Linked DNA regions of Cricetulus griseus: region 2 is linked to region 1. A link is a contact called in public Hi-C data. All regions are on one chromosome and are shown on one strand. The core of a region is the stretch at or near the end of the contact, and the rest is flanking DNA. Distances in the headings are between cores, read along the strand shown.

Evidence for each region. A called contact is a pair of places that touch in the nucleus more often than the background predicts.
Region 2: a Hi-C map of the CHO-K1 cell line shows a contact between it and region 1, with 5 times the contacts expected there. The contact joins the promoter of LOC100755925 here to the enhancer-like site in region 1. A contact is called at or near these places in 6 of 8 Hi-C or Micro-C datasets (the CHK-Q cell line, the CHL-YN cell line, the CHO-K1 cell line and 2 more).

The regions. Positions count from the first base shown.
Region 1 is chr7:83,129,136-83,134,451 of CriGri-PICRH-1.0, forward strand. No RefSeq gene overlaps it. Among named protein-coding and RNA genes, the nearest start is that of Gucy2d, 19 kb to the left of the region's middle. Within about 2 kb of position 2,751, at least 3 of the 6 cell types and tissues checked have open chromatin away from gene starts, as enhancers often do.
Region 2 is chr7:83,246,303-83,251,618 of CriGri-PICRH-1.0, forward strand. It overlaps LOC100755925 (cytochrome b5 domain-containing protein 1), which reads right to left and starts at 2,936. Exons shown (of 4, transcript XM_027427032.2): 1 at 2,642-2,936; 2 at 2,481-2,557; 3 at 2,121-2,339; 4 at 1-1,566. The coding sequence starts at 2,801. The coding sequence ends at 1,336. It overlaps LOC103159087 (N-alpha-acetyltransferase 38, NatC auxiliary subunit), which reads left to right. Exons shown (of 5, transcript XM_035447828.1): 3 at 3,202-3,464; 4 at 3,673-3,856; 5 at 4,008-4,168. The coding sequence starts at 3,384. The coding sequence ends at 4,120. It overlaps Kdm6b (lysine-specific demethylase 6B), which reads right to left. Exons shown (of 2, transcript XM_027427033.2): 2 at 4,504-5,304. The coding sequence ends at 5,035.

The DNA.
Region 1 (5,316 bases), core at 1,501-4,000:
TGCTCTCATGGCTCACTCGGCCCGCTTTCTTATACCACCCAGGACCACTTGCCTAGGGATGGCACCGCCCACAGTGGGCAGCCCCTTCCTTTCAATCATTAATGCCATATGGACTTGCCTACAGGTCATCTGAAGGAGGCATCTTCCCAACTGGCGTTCTTCTACCCAGGTGATACTAGCTTTGTGTCATGTTGATAAAATTAGCCAGGACAGGTGACGAGGCAGTTGTTTGTCAGCTGTTTCATTTTTCATCTTCCCACACAGCATTTTTGGGTGAGTTGGTGTCACTTGCCTAACTATAGAATTAATTTTAAAAGTCTGTGTGGCTTGGATCTCAAAGTCCCCTTCAGGGGCACACTTTGGAGTACTGTTTACTCCCTGGTGGTGATGTTTTGAAGACTGTAGACCAATTTCAGGAGGTAGGGCCCAGCTGTCAGAAGTAGGTCAGTGAAAGTGGGTTTGTTTGTTTTTGTTTGTTTTTCATTTTTTTTTTTTTGGAGGGATGTTAAGTTAGGATCTCTCTACATACCTCTGGCCGTCCTGGAACTCACAGAGACCACCTGCCTCTGTTTCCCTGGTGCTGGGATTAAAGTACTGTACCACCATGCCTGGCCAGGGTCAGCTTTTGAAACTACATATCCTCAAAAAGTGGTTTAAATGATGTGAAATGTGGAATTCTCCATGGTGCAGCCAGTCTGTTTCTCTTGCCTTCTGCCTTACACCTGAGTAGATTTAAGGCATCTGGCATCCCCTCTGGCGCCATAAAACTTGTCCGTCTGACTAGGACTGACTAGAACTGATCCTGTATTCTGTCACCATCTAATAAAGGCCACCCTTTGTCCATACTGGGACTGAATGGCCAAGATGATGGAGTTAAATCCAGTTCAGAGCCAGTTCCCTTGTAGCTGTTGGGTGATCTGCTGTCCAGAGAGGCTGTGGCTCTGATTGGCTGTTACCCCATCCAGAAAAGAGGTCAAGTTTTCCTCATGTAATGAAACCCTGGCTTCAGTGGTTGTTTTCACACTATGTACCATGGGTCCTCAGGTAAGTGGATTCATGAATTCTCCCATCATGTCTTATTGGAACTGTGTGAGAAATAAATAATTCTAATAACCATAGAACTGGGCTGGAGAGATGGCTCAGTGGTTAAGAGCACTGGCTGGTCTTCCAGAGGACCAGGGTTCTGTTACTAACACCCACATGGAAGCTCACAACCATCTGTAACTGCAGTCCCAGGGGATCTTCTGGTCGCCCTGGTCACCAAGCACATGCATGGTGCACAGATATACATACAAGGAACACATACATAATTAAAATTTTAAATACAGAACTCTGGGCTGGTGTGTATCAGAGAGCTGCCTAGGATGTGAGAATGCCCAGGTCCCACCCTAGCACTCACAAAACTCGCAAACAGGGTCACTTCCCTGATAGTGCCAAGTTCTGCCTCCCAGCTATGGAGAAGGGGCTCCGGAAATGCCCTCTGCCTTGGTATTTCCTTAATGTTTTCCCACTTCCCAAAGGACAAGCTCAATTCCACTCTGCTCTTCTGACTATTTCTGTCTTGGGAAAATTTAAAAATAAAGAATAGATGTATATCTTTAAGAATCACAGTGGTATAAAAAGACGTTGTGGAAAAACAATTCCTCCCTTGCCGCCTTCTCTCGCCACTTCCGGTAAAGGTGACATTTCTCTCCCCTCTTCCGGTAAAGGTGACCTTTCCCCTAAATGTGTGTTCCACTCCCTCATTTCTTTCAAAGAGGCAGCATGCACTTCTGGACCAGCTTCAGTTCGTGATGGCAGATCAGGAACTCAGATCAGTACCAGGAACTTCTCCTCCTTCCCCTGCTGAGTTATATTTAGCCCATCATGTGACTTGCTCTTAAGCAGTCTCCCTGCATCGGACCTTTGAGTTACTTCTACACTGTTGCTGAGCCTGTCTCAGTGACTGTTTTCTGTCACTTCTGCATAGACTGCCCAGCCTTACAGTACGTCCTTGTGCTGTCAAGGGGGGAAATGCAAGCGTATTGGCTTCTCTCAAACTCACCATCAGAGTGTGTTGTCCAACTTTGGGTTTGGGGAGCCTCACCAGTCTTTAAAGTAGGGAAAAACTGGTTTGCTCTACTTTTGCATTTCTCTTTGGGTTTGTATTTCACTTCTCATATGTTGTATGAGCGTTTTAATATTTATTTATTTACTTATCCCCCCTTAACTCCCCCCCCCGTGTGTGTGTGTGTGTGTGTGTGGTGTGTGTGTGTGTGTGTGTGTAGGTCAGAGGGGAACTTCCAAGTGTTGCCACTCTTCTTCCATAGTGAGGATCCTAGGGATCCAACTTAGCTCATCAGGATGTCCTTACTCACGGATCCACCTCACTGGTCCCTATTTCTACGATTACCATGGACAGGGTCTCTCTGTGTAGCCCAGGCTGGCTTCGAACTCACAGATATCCACCTGCCTCTGCCTCCTGAATGCTGTGATTAAAACTATGCACCACCACACCCTGCCAAAAATTTGTTTTTAATGTAATGGATTTAGTCATTTTATTTGTAGTTTCTGGGTGGTTTTTTGTTTTTTTGTTTTGTTTTGTTTTGTTTTTTCTTAACTTACAAACATTCCTTTGCAAACATCTGTGTGACCACTAGAGGGGGTACGACTCCGAGTTTAACAGAGAAAAACATCTCCCAACCGCGCCCTTTCCCTTAAGAAGAGTTAAGATTTCTCTTCCTGCGCAGTCTGTGTCTAGTATGGTTTCTGTCCGTACAGACTGCACACACTGGTGCTGGAGGTCCCTCCTGGGCCCTGATGGTCTTTCCCACGAGCCCCGTGAGTCACGTGTCATAACTGGTAACTGAGCTACTGAAGGCGGCAGCGTCCTTGGCAGGTCCCGATCTGTAACGGTGGTCGGCTCTGGCCTGCAGGAGCCCCTTCCCGCCACCACGGCTGCCTTTTCTCGCGGCTTTGACATCAAGCTCGTCCCCAGGCAGCTATCGACCGCCTGTCATGTCTGCTCCTTAAGCCACAGTTAGCCAGCTTCCTACACTTGACCTGTGATTGAATTTCCGTGGAAACTCAGTGACAAGATTGATTCTTCCTAATTGAGTCAAAGATGGACTCTGGGTGCCATTCATACTGTCCTTGTTTGCCTGGGGCTCTCTGGGCGGATGCCCCAGACTTTCACAGTGTTTGTTTCAGTTGTCAAGAACCTTTTACTTTAAATGATCCTGCAGACTTTTGGGGGGAGGCAGGCCTTAGTGAGCAGAGGACAGAGGAAACACCCGATTTTAAATTTGCTTTGTGTTCTCGTTCAAGTGCAATTCTAAGAAAAGGAACGAACCAGAGCAGAACAAAAGGCCAAACTTGTTCAAAATCAAGTTTAGAAATGAGCACAAAGTTTCCTGGCTTCTAGGGTGTTAGCACCTTAAGCTCTTCTTCTTCTTCTTCTTCTTCTTCTTCTTCTTCTTCTTCTTCTTCTTCTTCTTCTTCTTCTTCTTCTCCTCCTCCTCCTCCTCCTTCCTCTCCTTCTCCCCCCTCCTCCTGTGTTCCTGATATGACTCAGTAATAAAGTACGGTGCGGGGGCTGCCTGGGCCTCAGGTGCTAAGTTCCAGTTACAGCAGTGAGACACTCTGGCATGCTATTAAATGGTAGGGTGGCTTAGAAAAAAACAATGCACTACATATTCCAAAAAGCTAGAAGAAAGGAGTTTGAGAGTTTTTAGCATCAGTGGTGAGTTGCAACAAAGATCAAGAGTCCCTGTCTCCTTCCTAAGGTTATTTGGCTAAAAGTTAAAAATGACCAGAAAAAAAATTGCTGGGGAAAAAAGTCCTTAATTGTGTGTGAAATCTTTGTCACAAGCACCCCTTATACATAAATTTTTCCTATCAAAAGATGGGATCTCTCTGGTGGGTAAGTTGAGAGACTCGGTTGACAGCTGTCAGACCTTCCCAGATGCCCAGCTGAAGCAATGTTACCAAGGACAAACCAAGCACCTATCTCCAGACCTGTAGAGATGAAGGCTGGATCAGGGTCCACAGCTGTCATCTCCACAGTTCCTGAGTCCCCTGACACTGTGAGCAATATTGTCACTGCTGCTGAAGGACCCGCAGCCATTTCCACAGGGGCTGTCTGAGCTGTCAATCAAGTCACCTCAAGTCCTCTCAGTCCTTTATCTAGCCCTTATCAGGGCAATCACTGACAGTTTCTAAACCCTTGTAGCTACCTGAGGGAGATTCTAATCTGGCCAGTGACACTGGGAGGAGACTTCAGTCAGTTGCTGACAGCCCAAAGAAACTTCCCTCCTGTTGAGGGAAACTAACACAGCTGTCTTCACCACCACCCTGATATTGGAGGTGTTCGGGCCATGACAACTTCAGATGACCCTCAGAGAAGAAGGTCCACTGCATCCAGATATCCCTGCCTACAGGTACTCTGGCCTTCATGACACCCTTCACTGTGTGAGAAAGAAGTCCTCAAGACAGCTAGTGCAAAGGGCTGGCTGGGTGAAGGATGCTCCTCTAGCATCCTGGGAGTCCTCCCTCCTACAAACTGCCTAGTTTAATGACAGGGGAGTTTTATCTAGACATCTTTTGTCTTTTATCACAGGTCAAGTAAGCCAAACTAGTTGCTTGAAGAGCAGGTGATTCCAGGGACTGTTGGTCCCAGACTCAAAGCCACCCATATAGGGGGACAAGAGTTCAATGAACAGCTGGGAGCAGAGACTTTGGGGTGCTGAAGCTATGAAGGAAGTCTGGGGGTGCAGCAAACAAGAGCAATGTCAGTGAGTAGAGACTTCAGAAGATAAAAGGCTGTAAAGGGCCGAGACTGAAGTTGAGAGATTGCTGAAGGCTAGCAGTAAGCCCTTGTCCTGGAAACCTTCATGGGGCCTCACAGTTGCCAAGAAGCTGCCCAGAGCTGTAACTCCAGGGGCGGAGAGCCAAGTATCCTAACGAAGCTAGAGCTACAGCACTGGCTGCTGCATGCTGGGTGCTGGGCCATTGACACTCAAGAGTTCATTAGAGCCCAGAGCTGTAACACTAAGAGCAATGGGACTTACAGCCCCAGCTTAGAGTTGCTGGCACAACAGCTCCACAACTGGAATGGAAGCAATTGTCTCAAATGGAAAGAGCAACACTTCAGACCCCTTGAACACCAGGAGGTGTTCGAGACACTGGTTTCTTTTTATCTGATAAATCAATTCTCCAAAGAATCAGTTGAGTGTCTTCTAATTCAGTCATTTTGCCTGTAGATAGCATCAGATTCCATAGGCTAAGGGCTCAGTCCCCAGAACAGACCCACCATTCAGCATAGCTGAGGCTTTAGAT
Region 2 (5,316 bases), core at 1,686-4,185, 120 kb after region 1:
CAGTCCATCTGTGTGTCGTCACCACCTCACCTCCCACCCCCACCCCAGCCAAGGTTTCTGTGTGTAACAGCTCTGGCTATCCTAGAACTAACTTTGTTGACGAGGCTGGTCTCGAACTCCTGGAGATCTGCCTGCCTCTGCCTCCCCAGTGCTGGGATTCAAGTCACCATGCCTGGCTCAATTTATCCGTTATTCTTAATTCCCCTCCCCTGCTAAGGATTAAGGGAACCAAATCTAGCCAACAAGCCTGCTCTTTAGAGTCAACCATCTTTTCAAGTCAACCCTGTTTTCCTTGCTTCTGTAAATGTGAGAGAAAAGGAAAAAGAAAGTACCCCCTTTTGGGTCCCTCACTACAGTGTCCTGATCTACAGGCCCTTTCCTATTCTGGCTTTTCCTGGAGTCAGTAAATATCTATCTTGTTGCCCCCAGTCAGAAATCTTACTGTAACATTAACAAAGAAGCGGCCTCGTAGCTAATGCTTGGCTGAAATCCAGCCTCCCTGCCTCTGTCCCTAGAGCTCTGCTAATTAACTCCCTTCAATAGAGTAAATGTTGACAACACAATAGGTTACATTCCCCATTGTGTAGCAAGCCTAGGACAAGCTCACATACCAAAAACATGGTTTGAGAGCAGCCATCAGAAATGTTAGCATTGGGTGAAACTACTGAGGATGTCCCTTTACACTGAAAAGAGCCTGACTTTCAAAGTTGGGCAGGCTTGTGGATTTGCATTGTGGCTCTTAGGTTTCTAATGTGCTTTTGTGCTACTGAACCTCTCTAGACTCCTAAGGAACTGTCTGTGAAACAGCATTACCAGCATTCATTCACCTATAGGATGCATAAAACTCTCAGCATAATTTCTATCCTGAATTGACTGATAGCCATTCACTTTTCCTGCCAACCACCTTTAGAAAGGGAATTGACCAACCAACCATAGTTGGTGATAGGAATTTCTGGATCCTGTCTTTGTAAACCCCATCTTCCTGCAAACATCTCAAAAAGCTCTTCCATCCCTTCATTCCCATGTGTCTTTCTCTTACTATTAAAGAGTTCTGCCTGAAATCTACCTCCTCTACACAATCCAACTGAAATACCCTAGGTCTCTTCCTATCATTTATAGGGATTAATTCTCTCCTAGTATCCCCACTAATATTCTCTGAGCAAATCATAGAGGCGCTAGGGATAAGGGTCCTTACATTTCAGAAGGGTACAAGAACCATAGGCCAGTTTCCAGAGGGCAATAGAGGTCTAGGCCAGGCCCTACAGACCCATGCCTCTTTACCTCAAGGCACAGAAAGAGGCAAACCCAAATATGTCTACATGCACATCTCCTTTGCTAAAGCTCTGTGAGGTCATCATTGAAGTAGAGCAGTACTGCAGGGATATGAAGTGTGCTATCCAAATTAAGATAGTCAAACTCTTCTGCTTCGTCTCGGATCCCATTTTCTTCCAGGTTTTGATCCATGTTCAGATTCTTCCCATCATATTTCCACGTATAGCTGGCAGCATGTGCATTATAGGGGAGGTATCGGTGTAGGATTTCCCACATTGATTCCAGAGCCCCCACCTAAAGAACACACAAGCATTCACCTCTAGAATTCTGTATGGAACATACACACACACTCCCCAAAGGCCAGGAGAAGGGCCCTGTGCCTAGCTTCTTTAGGATTTTCTCTAAGGAAACTGGGGGGAATACCAGAAGTGAATCAGTTCCCCTAAACCGCAGAGCTTGAATCAGAGTGCCCCATTAGCAGATAGTACCCTTCAGGCACCCCATAGTCCCAGAGAAGTAAAGTTGAGGCTCCAGCACACAATAAAGACACCAGAGTCCTACCACTTCTAACAAACAAATGGCTCAACAGAGTCAAAGCCAGTCACCTGCAGTTCACTAAACTAAGAGTCCCGCTGCTGTCTGTAACAGCATAGATGCCCTTCCAAGATGTGCTGGCCTGGACCTATGAAGGAGACTGGTAGCTGTGATCCAAACATACTTCTAGAATTTCCAACCCTGGGAACCTGGGTCATTTGCTTTCCTCTGTCATGACAATGTGAAAGGAAGAAACACAGCTTCCAGAGTGATTTCGGGTTCCCACTAGCCTGTCCCCAGACACCAGATCTCACCTTCAGTGTGTGCTCCTGCGACGTAAGAGTGTTAATAATACGGATGTTCCGGGTCCTGGCAGACAGCCGCCCCACCTGGTAATTCGGCCCCTTCCACCAGGGCTTCCCGAAGTCATTGGCCCAGTCTGAGCGAGGCAGCGGAGGTGGGACGTGCACGAAGCGGCCCCGCGGGGTGCGGTATCTCAAGCAACCCGTCAACGGATCTATGTGCTTGCGAATCTTTAAAAGCGAGTGTTTAGAGCGGGGAGGCGGGGGGCAATCACTACGCCGGGTTCTGGTTATTTATTCCTCCCCGCCGTCCCTACCCTATCGCTGCTCTCCCGCGCCGCTCCCCCAGCCCCACATTCCAACAGAACTTACGTCTTTGGTCTTCGGATCGAACCAGTGACTAATGTCCTGGCCTGCAACTTCCAGAATGGGTTTCAGCAGGAGGTCTCCTGCAGAGGGGGAGCGGCCGTTTAACCCGGGCGCCCAAGAGCCAAAACCAGCTCCCCCGCCCCTCGCCCACGCGCGCCCCCTACCTTTGAACTCCTGCACCAGCGGCGTCAGATCGTACACAAAGCCCAGGTAAGACACCCAGAGGTCCTCGGGCTGGTTGTGCTCCGCTACTTCGGACGGCGTGTAATACCGACGCTGAAAATAGTCAAAGTCTGGCCCCGCCACTAGGCCCCGGCGCATCATGGCTCCTGTTCTACAAGGCTGCTTTGGCTACTTGCTTGCTCCACGGCAGTCTGAAAACTACCAGGTTCAGGAGCTTCCCAGAGTGCGTTTGCGGCTAACATGGAAACCATTGTCCTTTTCCGGCCACCGTCCGCCGAGGTTAACCTGCGTCAGCAGGGCGGGGTTCGGGTTGCTTGTGTCCACCGGAAACACATTCTTGGTTCCGGCACCGAGCATAGTGTTGTTGAACTCCTTCCTACAGAAAGTGAAGACGATCCGGTTGGGAGTGGAGTCTAGGCTACACGAGTCATTTAGGAGTAACAGGAAACCAGGATGGAAGGTTTTCAAATTTCAGGCATTTCTAAAGGCCGTGTAAGAAAGTTCAGGTAAAGTTCTCGCGATATTCTTGTAATTACCCTAGTAGGCATCCATGAACCTGGGCTGAAAAAATAAAGTCTCGCGAGATCTCTGAAGTGGCGGACCCGGAGACGCGGAGGAGTTGTGATCTCACGAAAGGGAAGAGCCTGGGAGCACTCGCGAGATCTGAACACCCGACCCAAAACGCTCTTAGGAAGTTTAAGGCCCGAGGAGGTCCCAGGGCCAATGGCCGGAGCTGGGCCGACCATGCTGCTACGAGAGGAGAACGGCTGTTGCAGTCGGCGTCAGAGCAGCTCCAGCGCCGGGGTCAGCGTGGGCTTGGGTTCTGGAGGAGCAGTCGGGGAGCGACCTTGGGCGGGGAGGGGCGGGGCGGGGTGGAGAGGATGGAAAAGAAAACTACAATTCCCAGCGGCCCTCGCGGCACCGCCCGCAGCCCGGGGGCTGCTGGGAGTTGTGGTTCGACGGGCGTGCAGCCGAGACTGTGCACGCCTCAAATCGTGTCCGGCCCTAGCAGGACTCTGACGGGGAACAGGAGGACTCGCCGGCTGCGCGTGCCCGGCAGCAGCTAGAGGCGTTGCTCAACAAGACCATGCGCATCCGTATGACAGATGGAAGGACACTAGTCGGCTGCTTCCTGTGCACCGATCGCGACTGTAATGTCATCCTGGGCTCTGCGCAGGAATTCCTCAAGCCGTCTGGTCAGTGTCCCGGGAAAACGCGCCTCCTCGGGAATGCGGCGTACACTCACCGCAGGGCACTTCCTCTTGCGGGCCTTACCGTGCACCCCTTATTTTCCGGGGCGAGACTGATGATTACCTGCCGTTCTGATGCTCTGACCCTTTTTTCCAGATTCATTTTCTGCGGGAGAACCCCGTGTGCTGGGTCTGGCCATGGTACCAGGACATCACATCGTTTCTATTGAAGTCCAAAGGGAGAGCCTGGCGGCAGCCCCGTATCTCTGACCACAATCGCACTTCCCTTTGAGACCATTAAACCCTATGACCAAAGCGGCCCGTGTCTGTGTGTGGGTCCGATGTCAGGGCAGGGATAGCACACCACCCCCTTACCCTGAGAGAAAGAAGGTTTATCTGAGTTCAGATGCTTCCTCAACCCGCCCCCTCAGCAGGCCATAGGGTGGGCCCCTGCATCTTCCCTCCCACGCCGCTGCTCCGCATTGTAGCGGGAGGGGTGTCATCCTGCTCCGGAAGACCCATTGTTTCCCACCCCGGCCTGGCAACACTCAGTTCCTTTAAGCTGGGGTCAGAGAACGGGCTCGGGTCCCCAAGGGGAGCTGGGTAGGCAGCTGAAGCAAGGCCCCCTCTGTGCTATTAATGGAGAAGTGACTTCGGGGTCAGGGTCAGAACTCTGGGGTCTAACCAGGAAGAACGGGCTAACGCGATAAGGGAGAGGCAGGATGCTCTGGTCTGCCCATTTGTAGTCTCCGGGATTTGTTCCCTGCTCCTGAGCCCTGGGCAAGAACGATTATATATACGTATCGCCCCTGTATTCACAGAGCACATTCATTCCACACATTTTTTATTATTTGTGATGTCTTCTCTAGCCCTGTCCCTCAGTCCCGTAAATTAATTAGAGGAACTGCACCAGCAAAGGAAGGCACTTAGTCCAGCTCTCCTATTTACGCTGGGGAGGGAAAGAAGATGTGCAGGGTCCAGCCCAAACCTTCAGGATTCAAATGAGATTTTCTGGGGCATTTTCGCCAGCACTGGGTCCACAGGTGATGCTGTTCCATCAAAGGGATGCCAAGACCTGACTCAGGCAGTGGTAAGGAGCAGCACAGGGCAGAATATCCCTGGGCTGGCTTCAAGTCCTTTCGCGACCAGGAGAACAATCGACAGAATTCTTGATTCAACGCACCTCAAACCCAGACCTTTCCCGGTGTGGGAACTGCCCGGGACCCTGGTGAGGCCGGGATTTGCTTCGGCTGTGGGATGCGCCGGCGCCTGTAGAGGGCTCGGCTGTAGGGTACTAGGCAGTCGGCCAGGCGGAGGCGCAGGCAGAGGCGGCGGTAGGTGGCCAAGGCAAGCACAAGTAGCGGCACCAGCAGCAGGAATCCAGTGACCAACAGGGCCGTGAAGCCTGGGTCCCGCAGATGGGCGGTGCAAGGGGGTGCCTGGGAACGCAGGAACTGTGCAGATAT